Regions from separate parts of the Mus musculus genome. Here all the other regions are linked to region 1. A link is a contact called in public promoter capture Hi-C data. All regions are on one chromosome and are shown on one strand. Each heading gives the region's core, a stretch centred on a gene start, on an enhancer-like site or on the middle of the called end of the contact. The rest is flanking DNA. Distances are from core to core; before and after follow the strand shown.

Region 1 (3,875 bases), core at 897-3,396:
GAGGCAGGTGGATCTCTGCGAGGAGAGCCTGGTCTACATACAAAGTTCCAGTCCAACCAGGGCTTCAGAGTGAGATGCTATCTAAAATAATAATAAATAATAACAACAACAATAATAAAGAGAAGAACAGTCTCTTAGATAGAATTTCCTCTCCTTAGTGGCACAATTCTAAGTATTCACTCTCTTCACGAACAGCAGCTAAAAACCATTATTAGGAAAAGAACCCCCTAGAACAAAACACAATCACTGGGTTCATACTTGGATTGCTGAGTGAAAACAAGCAGGACTCAACCTTACTTGCACTTTACAACTGTCACATTTGGCTGGTGAGAGCTCCAACGAAGGAGATGCCACTGAATGAACAACTTATGGTACTATACTAAACGCTCAAAAGAATTCTACATTACTTATTTCCTTAAAGAATGTCCTAATACAATTAAAGCATCAAAATACTTGACTCTTATAAACAATAAAATATTTACAACTTCAAGAAATAAGAAACTCAGTTAAATTAATACATATTAAGTCATAAGAAATCATACCAGGGAAGCTGTCCTCTGCAACTGCATAGTGGCCATCTTCCAAGAAATATTTTCTTCAAACATGTAACACAAATATAAATTTTAATTTCAGATTTAATTTTTATCTCTAAAATTTTATCTTATTACATATGGGATTTTTATCTTAATAAATTTCAGAATTTTACTTAAAATTCAATCTTTAAAAGTCAATGTAGCCAGACAGTGGTGGAACATGCCTTTAATCCCGGCACTAGGAAGGCAGAGGCAGGTAGATCTCTATGAGTTCGAAGCCAGCCTGGTCTACAGAGGGAGTTCTAGGACAGCGGGGCTACACAGAGAAAGCCTGTCTCAAAAAAAAAAAAAAAAAAAAAAAAAAAAAGAGGTCAATGTATTGCTCCAGGGTGTGGTACATGCCTATAATCCTAACATTTAAGATGCTCAGGCAAGAGGATCAGTATTTCAAGTTTATCCTTAGCTGGTTAGAAAGTTGTAGTCCAGGCAAGACTGTCTGAGACCTTTTTTGCTTTTCTGTTTTTTTGTATTTTGGGGGTGGGGATGGTGCCTGATAATTTAAAAATAATTATATCAAAAAAGTCAAATCAGATGACTCCTTTATCAGGCTCAGTATGCATTGTTGCTCTGAAACTATAAATGGGAAAGCCAGGAGGGCACAAGATGGTTGAGCTGGTAAAGGAGCTTGCCTCTGGGCTGATGATCTTAGCTGGTAGAAACAACATGGCAGGCAGAAGGAGCAAATTGATTCCCATAAGCTGTCCTCTGACTTCTACACATGCCATGGCATGTTCACATATATTCCCCTCCCTGATATGTATCGAAAACATTTTTAAGGTCAGCAGACAATACTATTTTTTTTTTTAAATTTCTTTTCTCATGTAGCCAAGAATGAATTTCGACTTTGTTTTTCTTTCTTTCAAGGCAGGTCTCTCTACGTAGCTCTGCTGTCCTGGAACTCTCTCTGTAGATTAGGCTGGCCTCCGAGACCCACCCGCCTCTGTCCCTGCCTAGCTGGTACTGGGACTAAAGGAGTGAGCCACTACACCCGGCCTCATCTTGAACTTCTGATCCCTCGGCCTCCCCCCGACCCCCCAGTGCCATCATGCACCATTTATTCTCAAATCTTAATTTATATTTTGAGACAAGGTCTCACTATGTAGCTCTGGCTGGCCTGTGACTTACGCTATGTAGAGCACAGTGGCCGACACTCCACCCACCTTCTGATTCTTTTAATGACTGACTCTGAGTTCCCAACTATCTTGGTAAACCGACTTAAATTTCCTTGCACCCTGGTCTCTATTTCGTCTGTTAACATGAGAATTCACGTAGAAGTCCGCACAAAATAAGAGACCTGACACGGCTGGAAACCGTTAGTCCCATGGCGACTGCCAGCTGCCCTCGTCGCCCCCTCAGGACCCGCTTCGGACACAAGCACACAAAGTCTCTCAAATGTCTGCTGTTTGGACCGTAAGGAACCTGAGAGGGCGAAGGGCCACAGAAAAGTGACTAAGGGATGATAAAAAATGAAGAGAACCAAGCCGAAAATAAACATACTTTACGCACCGCCTGAGGGAAGCGTCCGGCAGCGACAGGCAAGAGTCTTGAAGTGCGGCGCTCCGGTCAGCACGTGCGCAGTGCGCATGCGCCTTAACTGTCACTGGCACGTGGCGCACCCTTTGACCTCAGGCCAGACCACTATTCCCGCCAAAAGCTGCGCAAGGCCTGCCGGGAGCCAGGCTCGCAGCAAGGCTCCAGCGCCGTCCCCAGCAGGCCAAGGCCTGACCGGGGTCAGGTCGCTGAAGGTACAAAGCCTGCCCGACACAGCTGGCTCCCCAGAGACCCCCGGTGTCCCCACACCCGGTGTTGCTGTTTTCTGCTTTAGATTTTGTCACTTTTAGATGATTGTTAGATTTTCCGGTTGCTGTACAGTCCCCACATCCAGTTAACGATGCCTCTGAGGAAATCAGTCGTCTACCAGTCTGCTTACTTAGGTTTTTATTTCTGTTTAATTGATTTCAAAGCTGAACTGCGGCGGTGCATGCCTTTAATCCCAGCACCCGGGAAGCAGAGGCAGGCAGATTTCTGTGGTCAAGACCAGTCTGGTCTGCAAAGTGAGTTCCAGTACAGCTAGGGCTACACAGAGAAACCCTGACTCTGGGAAAAAAACAAAACAAAACAAAACAAACTCAAACCAAAAGAACAAATAGTTTTTAATTTTTAGTATGCGTGTGTGTGCCTTATTACATTCATTTGGAGGTTAGAGGACAGTACTTGGACATGCTCATACCACAGCATAAGTGGGGGTCAAAGAATGACTTGAAGTTGGTTCTCTCTTCTACCATGGGGTGGGGGGTTGTCTCAGGATCTAACGGAGCTGCCAGGTTTGATAGCAATTACTTTTACCTGCTGAGCCTTCTCACCCGCCCTAATATTTTTATTTTTGAGAATTATTCTATATAGCCAAGGTTGGTCTTGAATGGCCATCCTGCCAACTTCTTGCTCCCATCCTCCAGACTAAACTTACAGATGTGTGTGTGTGTGTATAATATATATGCAATATATATCACATGTATATATATTATACACACACACACACACACACACACACACACACACACACACACACACCTGGGGACAGTGGATAGCTTTGAGAGCAATTTGTCTCATTTAAAAACAAAAGTAAGTTTTATTTTTGAAATGGTGATTTTCAGTACTGGCCTTCAAGATTGTGGGCGGTAGCTAAGCCAAGATGTTGTCAAACTGCTGATCCTTCATCAGGCTGTCCAAAGGACCACCAGCCCTGCTTCATATTCTTGTTTGTTTGTTTGTTTGGTTTGGTTTTTGTTTTTTTGAGACAGGGTTTCTCTATATAGCCCTGGTTGTCCTGGAGCTCACTTTGTAGACCAGGCTGGCCTCAAACTCAGAAATCTACCTGCCTCTGCCTCCCGAGTGCTGGGATTAAATGTGTGAGCCACCACGTCCGGCTCAGCTCTGCTTCATACAAGTGTTTTGAAAACACCACCATCCAGAGACTGCCCCACCCGGGGACCCATCCCATATACAACCACCAAACCCAGACGGTATTGCAAGCGGTCTATGCCAGCAAGACTTTGCTGACAGGACCCTGATATAGCTATCCCTTGTGAGGATATGCCAGTGTCTGGCAAATACAGAAGTGGATGCTCACAGTCATCTATCGGATGGAACACAGGGACCCTAGTGAAGAAGCTAGAGAAAGTACCCAAGGACCTAAAGGGGTCTGCAACCCTGTAGGAGGATTAACAATATGAACTAACCAGTACTCCCCAGAACTATGTATCTAGTTGCATATGTAGCAGA
Region 2 (4,110 bases), core at 641-3,140, 180 kb before region 1:
CATCACCAAATCTGTATCCCAGGTGCAACAGTGCCTGCAGGCTGCAGGACTTGTGAGTGATCTCGATGCAGACTCTGGACTGACCCTCAGCCGGAGAGTCCGCCGGGCCCAGCTTGCCCACTACAACTTTCAGTTTGGTAAGAGGGTTAGTCGTAGACCTCAGAGCCCCAAGCTCTGCATTCTCTGTACTAACTCTATTGTTTAGCTCTGTGTACATTGAATTAATTGGGACTCATTACCTGGGCTGGGTAGGAGCCTGACTAATCTGCCTGCCTTCCATTGCTCCTTCCCACAACCTATTCCATCCCTCAGAACAGTTGTCTTCTCATTAACCCTACCCTAGGCTGTTTCTGTAAGTTAATTAACCAGGCCAGCATCAAAGAGGAAGGGACAGGAGAGGATTAAGAAGGCATCAGTTGAAGCCAGGCATGGTAGGCACACCTGTAATCCCAGGATTTGGCAGGTACAGGAGGGAGGGCAAACATGTGAGGCCACTGTGGGCTGTATGTAGCAAGATTATCAGTGAACCAGAAGCTGTAGTGCTCTGTGGTGGAGCACTGGCCTCCAATGAGTTAGGTCCCAGCACCAAAACCAATAAAGGCATTAATTAATTGCCTTGTTTATTGTTGTGTGGGTGGAGGCAGCTCTAGGGGACAAGAAAGGTCTTAGGGAAGGAAGTTGCTCCTGACTCTTGGGCCTCTGGAAGCAAGAAGCAGAAACTCCTAGCCAGACCGCCTGACTGGGGCATCACGCATGCCCGTTGCCTTGGCAGCACTGAGAGCAAGCCCCGCCCTGCTGTTTCCCCTTCCTGTACCGTACCCCTCCCCCCAGGTCACACACATACAGTTTTTCTTTTTGTGTAGCTCTCCATGTTTGTCTCTGTCTAACTGACTCTGTATCTCCCAGCCCTGGGCTCCTGACCTGCAGGGAGAGGGGAGTAAAGCCCGGCCCACTTCCTTATCTCATCAGAGTGGACAGTCAGCAGCAGGGCAGGCGAGCTAAGCATGGGCTTCAGCCACGGCTAGGCTCTGCTCCTACCTTTCCTAAAGATTCAGGAGTTTGAAGTTTCTGCAAAGCAAAAGGAAACAACCCATAGGGTGACTTTTGCTTGGGTTTGCAAATCTTTCCTCTTCCTGCAGTGGTTGGCCAGAGAGAGCAGAGTCAAAGGACAGTGAACGTACGCACGCGAGATAACCGGCAGCTCGGGGAGCGAGACCTGGCCGAGTCCGTGCAGAGACTGCTGGAGTTACAGAACGCCAGGGTCCCCAATGCAGAAGAAGTGTTCTGAGTCATGTCCATTGGTGATGTACAGACTCATGAGAGCCGTCCGTCCCTTTCCACGGGACAGTAACCCAGCTGGCAGCCCCGCATGTCCCCGAGGCCTCAGAACTGCTCTCTGAAAATAGACATGGTGTGGGGGCTCCCCACAGAAAGGAATGCTGTACTGACTGGATAGAAGGAGAATAAAAATATACTTGAAGCCAAGGCTGTGCCTTCATCTGAGTCCGAATGCTTTACTCCCTCTTTCCCAGACCTGAGGCAAAGGGATACTGAGGCCTCTGACCAGCAAGGGCACTGCCTCAGGCAGCCATTCTCCTCCCACTCCCACTCAGGAGAGTGTCAGATCCATTCTTTATAAAGGACAGTATGCAGATGGGAAACTGAGGCACAAATTAAGGGTCCAGATGACAACTTGCTCCATGATCCTCTGCATCAGTTTGGAGGGGATCCAGGAGTGCTCCCTTCCATCACCTCCATTCTTCCCAGGCTAAGGAGGCTCCAGGAGTCTGGGAGGAGTGGCTGTAAGAGGAGGAGCAGCAGGGACTGAGTCATGGCAGGAAACAGGGGGGCGGGAGATAGCATATAAAGAGAGACAGACAGCAGGCCTTGAAGTTCACAACGGCAGTAGCAACAGCCAGGGGAGCAGGCTTGCAGCAAGTGGCCCAACCCCTTCAAGTCTAGATCTGCCTGTGACAACCAGCTTCTGGGTGACCAGTGACCAGTTCTTGCCCCAGGATGGGGACCGTATCCAGAGCAGCCTTGATCTTGGCCTGCTTGGCTCTTGCTTCTGCTGCCTCTGAGGGAGGTGAGTCGGGGTGGGGTCAGCAGTTGCTTAAGAGTCTGGCTCCAAAGAGCTCAGCAGTTGGGTGATTGGCTTCCTTTATATGAACATGTCACTGTGAAGTGGGGCTGAACCTTTAACCATGGAGGCTGGAACAGGAGCAGAATAGCTAGAGGTAGTTGCTAAGAAACACAAAAATTAGAGTCAAATAGACACAAGACAGGTGAGTTTACAGGGTGAGGATCCTCCTGTCAGAACACGTGAGGAGGGACGAGGAGGCAGGTGAGGAGGAAAAGAAGCCCTCGGGCTGCTAAAACTCAGCCTACCGAGCCAGGGAGCCTAGACTGGCTCACTCTGGTCAGAGGACGAGTTAGAGTTCACCCACATTCACCCCCTATTACACACACGCACTGCTTTGAAGTCTGAACAAAAGGAAATACCAACTCTGGACAGGACAGAGACTTAGATCCTTCTATAGATAGCCGTGTCTGAGACAGCTCCACCTCGCTGCTGTCCTGGTTCCTAGGTTTGTGCCTTCGGTTCAGCTCCAGATGTGAAGGTGCTTTGCCAGCCTGGTGACCTGTATTCCGTCCCAGTAACCCACATGGAAGGGGAGAAATGACTCCCACAAGTTGTCCTCTGACCTATACACATCACCACGGTGACACACTGGCCCCCTCCACACATACACAAATAATATTTTTCTTGTTTAAGAAACCTAAAATAAGCTGAGATTGAAGGGGAAGGCACTTAAACATTTGGCTAACCGTCCCACCCAAAGGCCAAAAGTATTTTTAAAGGCCTATAGGAAGAAGTTTGAAGAGAGGTGGATCCTGGAACATCAGCGCATTGGAGGGGACGGCAGCCACAAGCCCCATCCAAGGGAGATACTGACAGGAAATCAGACCTCCATTCCCAGCCACATTCTTTTAGACCCCAACTCAGAACCCAGCCACTCAGAGGGGAGGTGTGTGACAGGTGGCTCCCCCACAGCGGGCTTTCCACAGTCTCGGCCTCCACAGCCTCCCCATCCTCTGTCCAGGACCAGGAAAGGACGCCTCAAAACTGCCTGACTTTTGTCTTTCCTTCCTCTAGCCTTCAAGGCTTCAGACCAGCGAGAGATGACGCCAGAGCGCCTCTTCCAGCACCTCCATGAAGGTGAGAGCCTCAGAACTAACCAGATCGGATGAAGACGGGTGCTCAGGACAGCATGGCTGTAGAATTTGTGGGGAACAAGCATGCAATTGGGAGGCTCTGAGTGTCTCCCCTCTTGCCTCTAGTAGGTTATGCAGCACCCCCTTCCCCACCACAAACCCGGAGACTCCGAGTTGACCACTCTGTAACTTCTCTGCATGACCCTCCCCTCTTTGAGGAACAAAGAGAAGGTGAGGCTGCCCCAAAGCCCTCTCAGTTCCCGTTGAGACCTCTAATCTAGTGTACTTCCTGCTCCTCAGGAAGGGAGGGACCCCCCCACCCCACTGTCTGCCTCACAACTGCCTGTTCTGTAGTGCAGCCCCCTTCCTCTCCAGAAGACATCCCTGTGTACGAGGAAGACTGGCCCACTTTCCTAAACCCTAATGTAGATAAAGGTGAGTGCTTCCCTGCCCCCCAACCCCCGCCCACCCCACTGTGATGCTGACACTAGCCTGACCTCCCTCCCTTGTGCCCTCCCCCATCTTGCAGCTGGTCCTGCTGTCCCTCAAGAAGCCATCCCCCTGCAGAAAGAGCAGCCCCCTCCCCAAGTCCATATTGAACAGAAGGAAAGTGAGTGACTGCCTCTTTCCTGCACAGCTTTCCTGCGGAGCCCATGGGCTTGGGGAGGAGGGGCACATGGGACTTACTCTCCTGAGCTGCTCAGTCTCTATCTGTACAGTCGGTGGAATGCTTGTCTGACACAGTCCAGGCTGGCTTTCTCCCGCACTCCATCAACTGGATGTAGTGGCACTGACATGAACATCAGACCTTCAAAGGTTGTTCTTAGGCTGGGCAGTGACTTTAATTCCAGCACTCAGGAGGCAGAGGCAGGCAGAGCTCTGAGGGGTATATAG
Region 3 (3,826 bases), core at 524-3,023, 230 kb before region 1:
TAGACCATACTGAACTCACAGAGATCCACCTGCCTCTGCCTCCCATGTGCTGGGATTAAACAAAGGCTTGTGCTACCATACCCAGCCCATAAGTCAACATTTTTACATTTTGCTTTTCTTCCAGGGATCCATCCGTCTCTAAGTCTATAGAACGAATCTTTAAAATCTGGGAAGATCGAAATGTGTACCCAGAAGACATGATTGTGGCATTGAGAGAAGCTTTAAGTAAGTTCCTTTCCTAAAAGAATTTAAGTCAGTCTTTACAGTTCTGTCTATACTTATAGACCTTTCTGTTGTATAACACTAAAGGGAGTGGAAGAATCTGCATTGACTTGTTTAGAATTGAATACATAAATGTATGAATGTTTGCACTCAAAATAGAACTGGATGGTGCAGGGAGTTGGATCTTTGTCTCTGCTGGCTAAAGCAAACATGTTAAGTGAGGATGCCCATCTGGCTCTTCCTGTATTTGCTTTCGTTAAGTATTTCAAAGTATTCATTGGTTATGTGTAATAAATTCTGCTCTGTCTGCTTACTGTTGGAGAAAGATTGGGCATATTTTCATAGCTTTTAAGTTGATGGTGAGCATGCTTGAGTAGACTCTAATCTCCATTTGACTTAGAGTTGCAGTAAGTTATATATCTATTCTTGGGTTTGTGTGCATGTGTGTTTGTATGTGTGGAAGTAAATTAGTTCTTACATATAAGATTTAAGTAATTAAATCACCAAATAGAAGTTGATAATAATTGTTACTGTGACCATTATCAAGCCATCACCAGGAATTTGGTTTTAAAAGCACACCTTCTAAGAAGCTGTTAAATCCTTCATATGAATTTGTGTTCTATTCAAAAGTAACTTATTTTTAGAATATGACCTTTTTTTTTTCAGAGTTGGAGGTTTCATTAATTATATTTTTTATATTTATTTAATAGCTTCTTAGATTTGGTGGGTGTTTTCTGGTTTTGTTTTTTGTTTTTATAAAACTGAAAGAAAAGAAATGAAAGAAACTACAGAGTCACGGATTGCATTTTTTCATGCTACAACTTTGGCACTGAAGTGGACAGAGCAGCTTCCCATAATGCCAGACTGCAAAAACTGCAATGTTTTCCAGGTACCACTTTCAAAACTCAGAAGCAGCTGAAAGAAAATCTGAACAAACAACCGAATAAGCAGTGGAAGAAATCACAAAGTAAGGAACAAAATCTCAACTAACATAAAATTACCTCCTCCTTTTGGAGCAGAAGAAAATGTAGACCATTTGACATCGTACCTGGCCTAAACCATGGGCAAGCTTGTGTTTCCCAGGCCTGGGAGGCTCCCAGTGACTTAGACTAATCAAGCCAGCATGAAGTTACTTCTTTTTTTAAAAAAAAAAAAAAAAAAAAACTACTATTAAAGGAAATACAGAAAAGGGTTTAATTGAGTGAAGATCCAGGAGTAGTTGGGGTATTGAAAGAAGAAAAAAAAATACTTCCTAGTACCCAGGCAATTCCCACATTCAAAGATTTGTGAAATTAGAGGCAGCTGGCATTGCACCACAGAGCGGAAGAGGAGACTAGGCATTAAGAAGCGTTTCTCTGGGAGCCATGAAAGCCTGCAGATTTGGGGACACTACCACATTAGACATGGGCCTCCAATTTTGGCCAGAAACATTCTCTATCTGGAGCTCCTGTTGTGTTTGTCCCATTTGCCCAGCATGATATCAAGGGAGCGGAATGCTGCATGCGATAGACTGTTGTGGGCAAACTGAGGAATGTGGAGAAACTGGAAGGTTTGGAGGGATGAAGGTGAAAGACAGTGGAGAATTGGGAGGTGACACAAGAGAGTTGGGATGTTTGCTCCGTCAAGCATGTGATTCTCACCATGGTTAAGGGAGTCCTCTGGCATCCTTTTGTCATACATTGCATGCTTAGGAACAACAGGACCCATCAGTTTGGCCAAAGTTCAATCACAGTGATAATGCGTTTAGACCTTTGTTGCTATGAACTGAGTCAGCTAAAATATAATCCAAATTGAACCAGATGGGAATTGGTATTTGTAGAGGATCTTCTCCAGCCAGTACTCAGGATTAATTGGCTGCCTTGTTCCTGAACACTCTTACACTGAGATACTGAGATTTCCTTACCCTTGATGAGACTAGGAGAAGGTGCTTCATGTACCTACCTCGGTCTCAGTCCGTTGGAGGTAAGTTGGTTAGACTTATCTAAGTAGTTTATTTTTCTACTGGCCATATTTAGGAGTGTTAGATTTCATAGTTAATTTCCTGCAGGATTTTATTATGACTATGTATGCATGGCTGCTGTATGTTTGCAGAGTATACCCTTCACTCTACATTTCAGTTCTCCTGGATTTGCTTAAGTCCTTGTGCTGTATTCTTAATGAATTTTAATTTCATTCAACAGCATCCACGAATCCAAAAGCTGCTCTCAAATCTAAGATTGTTGCTGAGTTTCGAGTAAGTTACAGAATATGCTAAGTATGCCAAAGATGATTTACTCACCTCTGAAGCCAGGTCCCTGTTACACTCATTTCTGCTCTGGTGTACATTGGGAATCCAGAACAGAAATAGTTGGCCTAGAGTTTACCCACTTTCCTAATGGAGAGACAGCCTGGCAGCACCTCTGCTGCTGGCTTCGCTCTGTGCGCAGTTCTGATATCTGGAAGCCTCCTTTTTAAATGTCAGGAGGGTGTTAGGATTTATTACAGTGTTAATCTTATATCTGTAAATTAGTTTGAATAATTAGGGACTGGGGAGGGCCACCAACCTGCTAACCTGAATTTGCTTCCTGAAACACACATGAAAGGAGAGAGTTGATTCCTGCAGGAGTTGTCAGCAGACCTCTACACATACACTATGGCACCCATGTGCTGCATAGATGAAAAAAGTATATAACTTGTTGATTGTGGTGGTGAAAGGCTTATGCTGTCACTCAGGAGGCAGGAACACATTTGAGACCAGCCTGGTCTATGGAGCAAGTTTCAGGGTTATGTAGTAAGATCCTATCTTCCAGAACCTAAAAGTGTATAGCTAAGAGTATGGTTTGACATGAGAATTAAAGATCAATTTCTGTTTTCCCCTTAAAGGCTTTGCTAGTCATTAGTCTGATGTATCCAGGGGGGGAGAATATGTAATCCTATGAATGGAGTTTGACTGTGGTTTGTGTTCAGTCTCAGGCCCTCATTGAAGAGTTGCTGATGTACAAACGATCAGAAGATCAGATAGAACTGAAGGAGAAACAGTTGTCAACTATGAGAGTGGATGTCTGCAGCACAGAAACTCTCAAGTGTTTAAAAGGTAACACACACATCTTTTCAAGAAAAATAGCTCAGTGTTTCCTTTCTTTGATTTTTGTGTAATCAGACTAGTTTGTCCCATAAAGAGAATTTTCGATGTGTTTCTGGAATGAATCACCCACAGTGTTTAAAGAGAGGTAGGGTGAAACAATTTTCAGAACCCTTGATTCCACTGATTTCCCAGGTAGCAGTTTGACTTGTATAAAGCTTATAAATCATTCAATAAATTTCCCTGGGGAGAGATAGGAATTTGGTTTTGTTTTTTGTGGATTTTGAGATTTATCTTTTTTTTTTTTTAAAGATTTATTTATTTTTTTATTATATGTAAGTACACTGTAGCTGTCTTCAGCACACTCCAGAAGAGGGAGTCAGATCTCATTACAGATGGTTGTGAGCCACCATGTGGTTGCTGGGATTTGAACTTCGGACCTTCGGAAGAGCAGTCGGGTGCTCTTACCCACTGAGCCATCTCACCAGCCCTTATCTTATTTTCTATGTATCAGTATTATGCTAGAATATATGTATATGCATC

Evidence for each region. Promoter capture Hi-C pulls out the DNA fragments that hold promoters and counts their contacts. Capture Hi-C pulls out chosen DNA fragments and counts their contacts.
Region 2: a promoter capture Hi-C map of liver shows a contact between it and region 1. The contact joins the promoter of Ecm1 here to the promoter of Hormad1 in region 1. A contact is called at or near these places in 15 of 39 promoter capture datasets (the C10 cell line, the HPC-7 cell line, cranial neural crest and 9 more) and 3 of 9 other capture datasets (adipose tissue, liver and pancreatic islet).
Region 3: a contact with region 1 is called in a promoter capture Hi-C map of stem cell-derived epiblast-like cells, with 2.8 times the contacts expected there. The contact joins the enhancer-like site here to the promoter of Hormad1 in region 1. A contact is called at or near these places in 17 of 39 promoter capture datasets (the 3T3-L1 cell line, the C10 cell line, the HPC-7 cell line and 11 more), 2 of 484 Hi-C or Micro-C datasets (bone marrow-derived macrophages and nephron progenitors), 2 of 115 datasets of contacts at active chromatin or transcription factors (embryonic stem cells and stem cell-derived neural progenitor cells) and 5 of 9 other capture datasets (adipose tissue, embryonic stem cells, liver and 2 more).

Annotation. Positions count from the first base shown.
Region 1 is chr3:95,557,948-95,561,822 of GRCm38.p6, reverse strand. Hormad1 (HORMA domain containing 1) reads right to left here and starts at 2,146. Exons shown (of 15, transcript NM_001289532.1): 1 at 2,091-2,146; 2 at 543-595. The coding sequence starts at 578.
Region 2 is chr3:95,737,349-95,741,458 of GRCm38.p6, reverse strand. It overlaps Ecm1 (extracellular matrix protein 1), which reads left to right and starts at 1,890. Exons shown (of 11, transcript NM_007899.3): 1 at 1,890-2,086; 2 at 3,158-3,220; 3 at 3,343-3,447; 4 at 3,571-3,651; 5 at 3,746-3,826. The coding sequence starts at 2,017. It overlaps Tars2 (threonyl-tRNA synthetase 2, mitochondrial (putative)), which reads left to right. Exons shown (of 18, transcript NM_027931.3): 17 at 23-137; 18 at 1,140-1,485. The coding sequence ends at 1,288.
Region 3 is chr3:95,783,683-95,787,508 of GRCm38.p6, reverse strand. It overlaps Rprd2 (regulation of nuclear pre-mRNA domain containing 2), which reads left to right. Exons shown (of 11, transcript NM_001368178.1): 3 at 125-225; 4 at 1,112-1,189; 5 at 2,403-2,455; 6 at 3,169-3,295. Among named protein-coding and RNA genes, the nearest start is that of Gm26361, 11 kb to the left of the region's middle. Within about 2 kb of position 1,773, at least 5 of the 459 cell types and tissues checked have an H3K27ac peak or open chromatin away from gene starts, as enhancers often do. A contact at or near this core is called in stem cell-derived epiblast-like cells, where this site is marked.